2 separate regions of the Gossypium hirsutum genome follow, and region 1 is linked to region 2. Evidence: chromatin contacts called from public Hi-C data. All regions are on one chromosome and are shown on one strand. The core of a region is the stretch at or near the end of the contact, and the rest is flanking DNA. Distances in the headings are between cores, read along the strand shown. Region 1 holds the start of LOC107916898. Region 2 holds the start of LOC107916572 (proteasome subunit beta type-5).

The links. A called contact is a pair of places that touch in the nucleus more often than the background predicts.
Region 1: a contact with region 2 is called in a Hi-C map of leaf, with 5 times the contacts expected there. The contact joins the promoter of LOC107916898 here to the promoter of LOC107916572 in region 2. A contact is called at or near these places in 7 of 34 Hi-C or Micro-C datasets (callus, hypocotyl and leaf).

Annotation. Positions count from the first base shown.
Region 1 is chrA01:102,810,849-102,815,005 of Gossypium_hirsutum_v2.1, forward strand. It overlaps LOC107916898, which reads right to left and starts at 2,052. Exons shown (of 5, transcript XM_016846268.2): 1 at 1,557-2,052; 2 at 1,084-1,187; 3 at 791-904. The coding sequence starts at 1,839.
Region 2 is chrA01:102,502,426-102,506,748 of Gossypium_hirsutum_v2.1, forward strand. It overlaps LOC107916572 (proteasome subunit beta type-5), which reads left to right and starts at 2,343. Exons shown (of 8, transcript XM_016845849.2): 1 at 2,343-2,573; 2 at 2,759-2,889; 3 at 2,989-3,118; 4 at 3,344-3,450; 5 at 4,294-4,323. The coding sequence starts at 2,776.

The DNA of each region.
Region 1 (4,157 bases), core at 802-3,301, 310 kb after region 2:
CCACATAACACATACATTCAATCTTTGTCTCAACCAGACCTATTTTTCCTGATATAAATTTAAAGTGTGTCGGGTCAAACTTGTACAAATGCTAAATAACTTAGCTCTTTTCTGAAGCCAATTACTCAATTGCAGCCCAGTGATAGAAAAAGAGTTATCCAGTATATAAAAAGAACATTCCAAAAGAGTGTGTCCACAATTACAACCTTACACAGGCAGCTACAGTTACTCACTAGCAACCAAATGTTAAATGACTGAGGTACTCAGTTCCAAAGGTAGCAGTAATTCCAATTTTATCAGAACCCCATATTACTTCTAAACTCCTATCTAATCTTTTAATGTTATATCAAAATTTCCAAATTCTTTCTTCGGTCATATCGGACTGATGTAATACTTAGCTAATATAATACACATCTGGGTTTCCATTTTATATGGTAGGCAATCACCTGTTCTACAGATCCATGAATGTGCAATGCGGAAAGGTAATTCGTGTATTGTCCAGATCCTATGCAGCAGCTCCAGCATGCTCAAACCAAATGACTTTTATATAAACAATACAAAATTGAAGTCCAAAAGAGATCTATAGAGATATTCTTGAGAATCCACTAATTCCTAGAGTGAAACAAAATGGTAGTTTTTGCCATCAGAAAACATGCAGGCACATCGACTTATAGACTAAAATGCCATGTCAAAATTTATTCTGCTGTCTATTTTCAAATGCATAAACAAATGGACATCTTGATCCGCAATTGACTTTCAGCAATAAAGATTGGTATAGCCTTATAGGTACCTCAGGAATCGGCTGTTGTATTACAGATTCCACAGCAACAACCATAGCTTGCACAAAATCATCGCCACCTGTTCCAATTGCTGTAAATCCTCTAACAGTAGGGTATGAGTTGACCTGAAGAGTAAAAATAAAACAAAAGTAAGCAGCTTAAACAATCTCAACGCATTGATCATCTTCAGGCTAACAAGCTGCTTGTGCCCTTCATATAATCTCTTCAGATTTAGTTTAAAAGCAATGAAACTAGCATCCAAAACCCTTGATAGGATCGGATATTAGGAGTGCATACTATATACCTTCTGATCCAAAGCAAGCCATTCGTTAGTTGAATCATCGGCTACTGTACCACCAATAACCACATTTGTAGTTTGCCCAACTCTCCCTTCTGTCTTTGATACCTCTGAATTCCAAAACCAAGAGTGATGTCAAAAATATCTTTACACCCTTTTACAAGTAAAAAAAAACAATGGAAGATAAAAGGAAATGCAAAAGCTAAACAGAAAGGATTTAAGGAAGCAACAAATTCCATTGATAAACTGATAATTAAACAAATATACTCGAACCAGTTTATTTACTTTTTGAAGAGGGTTTAAGTTATCTTACACCAAAGTTTCAGACTTTGATACAGTTTGTTGTGATTTTCTTTTATTTTTTAGTAAAAAAAAAATGCTACACAAGTATGCTAATCCTTATCCAAACAAAAAGGAACAAACAAAATCGGGGAATAAAATAAAATAGAATAAAGTTTAAATCAGAAGATGAAGGGAACCTGAAATTGCTTTGAGAACGGCTTCCTGAGGAGGGCCTTGCTCGAGGTCATCCTCCTCGGATGTCGACGACGGCGACGTTTCATTATCAGAGCAATTCAGTTTTTGAGTCCGTTTCCAGAAGTGAAGGTTTCGAACCCTAACCACCGCCCCCCGGCATCCTCTCTTCGCCGTAGATATTCCAAAGCTCATCAATGTTTTGACAGAATGGGAATTCCCGTTTCTTTGAAGTGGCCTCCACGGCTCCGTTACAGGAACGGAACGTAATACCGTCATGCACGCCATCTCTGCTACTTCGTTTATTTTTTCAGATTAATTCCTATTTTCTTAAATAGATTTTTTTTGTGTCAATGGTTTTTACGGGCGCCGCAAATTTCAAGTTACCATTTGTTTCCACGTGAAGTTACTTATTTACCCCCATTATTAACTGAAGTCACTGGGGGCTAATTGTCTTTTCGGTTTGTGGAAATAAAGAAAATGGAGTGCTCAAACTACAACTTACCAAATTCCAGGAGTCCCGGGAACACCTAATTTTATAAATTCCCTTCCTTTTTTTTTGCAGGTAAAATAAAACCGTTTCGAAACCCAGTTAAAACCCTAAGCTTGTATCGCCGGCGGTTTACTTCGGCTAATTCCGAGTTAACTCTTCTGCCCAGAGAACATGTACGGATCCGACAAAGCCGGTGGCGATGTAGAACGGACCGCTTTCTGGAAAGCGGAGAAGAAGTACAAGCTTTATTACGATGATAATTCGAAATCCACCAAAAAGGATCACTTCTGCTTACATCTCAAATTCAATTAGCTTTAATTTAAAATCAAACCAATTTTTTTTGTTGATTATTGATTTGAAATTCTTAGGAATAGACAACCAAAACAAGTGGATTTATCAGAGGTTTTGGATTTCAAATACATTTCAGAAAGCTGCACTTCCTCAAGGAGTTGTAGCGATTAAAAATGGATTAGATCGTCCAGCTTTTGGCTTGGAAAGTCGGTGTGGTATCAATTTGACTGGTCTAAGGTAGGTGTCTAGGTGATACTCATTTAGTCTTCGATCCTCTTCCTTGCATCTTTTGTCGATGAATTTGTTAACTGTCTAATTACAGACGATGATGCTAATACAACACCATTGTATGCAATTGTAAGGTTCTTCAAATTTGATCCAGTTGGTTGAACTTTGTTTAGTTCTAGGTTTCTCAATCTGAAAACATAAGTATCCATTTCTACTTCTGTGTAAGTCTTTATGAGGTAATAAGCCATCATGCAATTATGACGGTATGCTGATCATGCTCCTCGTTGAGGGTAAGATCCAACATGGAAGGGTTGTGACGGAGTTCGGCGGTTCACCTTGTTGGAAAATTTTGGTTTAAAAAGTAATTTTCAGTTATGGTTTAAAAATTTTAACAGTTAAGTTGGATTATGGTATTTATAACAATAAATATTCAATGAAAAATATTTGAACAAGACGCAGAACCAAAAACAAAAAATTAATAGAAATTATTATTCTCTATAAATAAAATTTAATTAAAAAAATAAATTTCCATTACTTTCCAGCAAAATAATAATTTGTGAAACTTATCTGTAAATAATTTGTGTAAATAATTTACCCTACATAAAAAGATTAGAGTTGCCACCCTCTCTCATCTAAAATAAGGGGAATTGGGCCTCTAATGTATTGAGTCTATTTATATATGTTTTATTGACTTTTGACTTAACATTTTATAATTTAAATCAATCAAATATTTATTTTTTATTTAAAAAAACTACAAGAAATTATATTTAATTCTATATTCAACGAATTCATGATAATTAGTTAATTTAATTTTACTTTTGAATTTCAATAATTTAATTATAATTAATTAAATAATAATTGAAAAATCTTAAAGTAATTTTCAAGTTATTTTTATACTTAGTGAGAAAAAACATTTATTTGTGAATTCAACTCATTTCTCTAACTTCATTATTTCTATTAACTTTCTTTCATTTGGTTCTACATGCAATTCAAGTAGGACCAATTGGATATATGTAATTAGGGCTAAAATAATTTATAGTTAAGTTTTAGTTTTTCATCTATAAATTATAAACTTATTTAGTCACGAAGTCATTCTAGTATTGTATCGTGATTCAGCTCTCCTTAATTACATGCTATTATGAAAGCTACTTAATTAGTGCTCGTCCAATAACTTTGTCATCAATGTGTTACCCTCTTAGGATATCTTTAATCTTTTTAGTATAAATTCATTCTCCCAATATGGTTATATTTTTATCTCATGGTGACCATTACATCTTTCTTTATAAAAGTTAATTACTATCGAATAATAATCAAGTCATTTATTATAAAGATAAACGACTCATTACCACATTAATTTTTAATCTATCATGTAATGCCGATTAGATAATATCATTTACCTATTAGTTGATATATGAATTTCACTATTGTGAATGATATTACATACTGCAAAAGTCAAATACCCAACGCATTAGTTTTTTGTTCTTTATCTATTTGAACTTAAGTTTTTTACTTGCATCAAAGTATACGAGTCACGCATACATAGTCTATCATCCACTCAGTATTAAGATATGGCACATTATAAATGTCACAAGTG
Region 2 (4,323 bases), core at 1,093-3,592:
TACCCATGTAAGTCGTGCTTCAATCCTACCAAATGGACACGACCGTGTGACATGCCCGTATGAGGAAGTCCAGGCCGTGTTAATTTTCCACATGGGTCCATTTTCTCCGTTTTTGGCCCGTTGCTCACTTTTTTGACTCTCCTATGCTCTCCTAAGTATAAAACATGAAATTAAAGGATTAGGAGCATCGAATTCACCAAATCTAAGGAGAGACCATTCATAAATGGGCTAAGCATGGGATAAAAATATGTATAAATTATGGTTTATTAGTCTGATTATCAACAAAAGTTATGATTTGGGGTTGATTCAAGATATGATTTGATTGGTAATCTAATAACTACCCGAATCAGTATGAGAATCAGCCAGAAGATCAGTATGGAGTTCAACTTAAGAGATGTATTAGTTTTTCTATCGATCAAGAGCAGTTTTTGTGAGTGTCCATTCTGGAGAAAAGTATTTTATGTTTAGTTGAAGGGATTTCATCAATGGTAGGTTTTGTATAGATATACTTCTGAGAGATATCTTTGCTGTACTATGAAAGAATAAGATGTGTATTGTCTAGTAAGATCTAGAGTTAGTCAAAAAGTGAAGTGAGAATTGGTACGTTAAGTATGGTAGCTGGCACATAGGTATATATATCAGGTATTATGAAAGTACTGCCAAAGATAGAGATGTGATCCATAATTTGCAAGATGAGGAATTCAACTAAAAAGGTTCTAAGGTATTCTGTGCTAACAACTCACTCACTAAGTTCGCGTGAACTTACAAAGTGTTTGTTCTTGTTTCAGGTTTTGCTGTACTTCTGAGAGATATCTTTGTTGTATTATGAAAGAATAAGATATGTATTCTCTAGTAAGATCTAGAGTTAGTCAAAAAGTGAAGTGAGAGTTGGTACGTGAAGTATGGTAGCTGGCACATAGGTATATATCAGGTATTATGAAAGTACTGCCAAAGATAGAGATGTGATCCATAATTTGCAAGATGAGGAATTCAACTAAAAAGGTTCTAAGGTATTCTGTGCTAACAACTCACTCACTAAGTTCGCGTGAACTTACAAAGTGTTTGTTCTTGTTTCAGGTTTTGCTGCTAGAGTAAGTACGCTAGGAGGGGCCAAGCCAGGAATGTGCCAACTAGGAAACGTTGAGTTGGGTTATTATACATATAGAGGATATCTTAAAAGTAAGGCATATAGCATAGTACGCCAAGATTAGACTGTCTTTAATAAACTTTTGTGTTGTAATGTCTTACGCTATTTTAAAAGTCTGTTGTATTCTTGGATGTCTTCTTTATTTCTTTTATTAAGAAAATATTTAATAATACAAAAAGAGATATGTTGAAAAAAGATCATATGCAAATTGTTTAAACATTTATACTAAGTGTTTGTATGTCGTAACATTCGATATTTGAACTCAGTGATTCGGGTTGGGTAAAGGGTGTTACAAAACTTATCAATTTAAAGTATAATGACTAAACCCATAACTTATATGCAGTTGAAATTTGTTTACTCAATTTAATCGGATGCTTACCGTTAATTGCATTCTTTATTTTTAGACATTTGTTGGAGAGTAAACCTTCTTTGCAAGTGAGATTGTTTGGGTTAAATGATTGTAAATTGAGGTTCTTTGTTGGGCTGCAATTACCTCACTGTATAATGGTAGATTGGACTTTAGCTTTTATGATTCTAGATCCCTTGTTTACTAAAATCTAGCTCTATTGAGTAAGATTGTTATTCAAATTGCATTAACAAATATTACGTGTCACTTTATTGTTTTGTTATACTATTTTTTAATCCGCTTGTTAATCTACCAAGTTTCGATATCTATTGAAACATCAGTCGAGACAATATATTGGAACATAATAGCAAACCGAGAGGTTTTTATAAAATATTAAAATATTAATGAATTAATATCATTTTACGTTGATATATTGTATACACAAATAATTATATTAATTTGACATGAAAATAAATGTATGTAATCATTTCTTTAAATGTATACAATTGAATCAAAGTCAAAATTTTATGTATACATATGAACCACAAATCAAGTTTCATATGCATAATTGCACAAAATAAAAATTTATGTATCAAAATTACATATTGAACTAAGGTTAATATATAAATTTGATATTTTTCATTAAAATTAAACGATTGATATGAATAGTGATTTACAGTGTGGGCAATTACCCCGTTAAAGTTGTAACCTAGAGGGTTACAAATCTTTGTGAAATCTTAAATGGGCATTGGAAGTTGTCAAAAACAAGGCTCAGCCCATTTCATAAAACTAGCTCTTCGGCCCATAGATCTTGATAACTGTAGGAGATTTTGTGGACTCAGTTGGATAATTGTGTGGTTTACAAAGTCGATATTCCCATCTCCGTTTTGGATCAAAGCTTGGGCCAATCTGAGACAACCCAAACAAGCAGATTTTCCCAGTTTCCCGTAGCACAAGAAAACTGAAGAAAAAGTAGAAATCAACCCTTTTTCCTCCTTATATTTCAGTTTCCTTTGCTTTGCTGCATCTTATTCTCACTTCACCTCTCTTTTTTTTTTAATTGTCTGGATCATCGGAAAGGTTCTCTTCTCAACCTCAGTTTTGTTTTCGCTTTTGCGGTTTTAATATTTTGAAAGCATTTATTTTCTTCACTTAGGGTATTCTTCTTCAATTTGTTTTTTTTTTTGGGTTTTTGTTTTTTTTTGGGGGGGGGGAATTATCATCAAATGCATCAAATTTTCTGATTCAGTCTTGCGCTTTTTTAGAAATTAAAGAACCAATCATGAAGCTTGACACCAGCGGACTAGAATCGGCTGCGCCTGTCTCGGGTGCTCCCAGTGAACTTGTTGATGGGTTTTCGGCTGCTCCGTCGTTCGATCTCCCAAACACTACTGATGTGAGTTAAAAATTTCTGCTAATTTGGTACAACATTATTAGTTTCCCGTGTAAAGGGAGATGTTTGGGGCTTACTTTATGTGTGATCGGTGTATTGCAGTTTGATGGGTTTCAAAAAGAAGCTATCCAGATGGTAAAACCTGCTAAGGGTACCACCACGCTTGCTTTCATCTTTAAGGAAGGTGTCATGGTTGCCGCTGATTCTAGAGCTAGCATGGGAGGCTATATCTGTATGTTTCTCTTACTTTTTGTGTGTATTTTGCATTAGTTTTTATTTTTCAGAAATTTGTTGGTTAGGAAATAGTCTATTAGTGGTAATTGTAGATTAAACCTCGTAATAAAAAAAAAAATCTATAATTTTTCAATCTTTTGTTTCTTCTTTCTTGTTGTGTTGGGGTAGAAATTGAATCGTGATTGTTGATTAGTATTCCTTTTCCTATCCTAAAATTTGGCAGCTTCACAGTCAGTGAAGAAAATTATTGAAATCAATCCTTACATGCTTGGAACAATGGCTGGAGGAGCTGCTGACTGCCAGTTTTGGCACAGAAATTTAGGCATCAAGGTAATGGAACAAATGTGGCCCTCTTGTCAGTGGGATATTAGCATCAGGAAACTTTTTCCCTCCTCTTTTTGTGTTGGATTGTTATTGTATGTTATATATACTGTATATTTTTGCATATTGGGTCCTATGCAAGGAAATGTAGAGAAAAAAAAAGAGTCTATTGGTCATTTTGGCATTCTCTTGCAGTTTTCATTGATGATAAACCATGGGGTTGTACAATGTAGAAAGTGAGATCTCAAAGGTTTTAGATATATACTTTTTGAATTAGCTCTATAATCGAACTACAGATGTCCTGCTTTTTCTTAAACACGTATATGAGGACAAAAGAATAGAAAAAATGATTTGACATTTAGCATAGCTTACTAATAGCTAACTAATTTCAATATCACCTTCAAATGTGACTCACACATACAGATTAACCCTTCCATGTTCTACTTAGGCAAAGTTGTTTTCATGGTATTGATATGCATGCAGTTGGACTCTCTTAATCTAAGAGAATGTAGATTTCTAATATTAGGTCCTTTTCCTAGTTAGGAAAGCAAACTTTTGAGTAGGAAGCATTCAAATTGAGTTCAGCTTGGTTTCTGAATGCTTGGGTAGCTAAATTTAAGGCATTCTGTTTGTCTAATTGCCTTACTATCAAAATGGAATATTGTCAAAGAAAAGTGGAGAACTCGAGCATTATTCAGGTCTCTGGCTTTCCTTTGGTGTCAATATCGACCCACAATGCAACCTTTCTGGCTTTTATTTAGTAGTGAACAATCTTAGGCCCCATTATTGTGTTTTTCCAATTACTCTTTACATACATGAAGTGCTAATGGATGATCATTTTCCATGATCTAGTGCCGGCTACATGAATTAGCAAACAAGCGT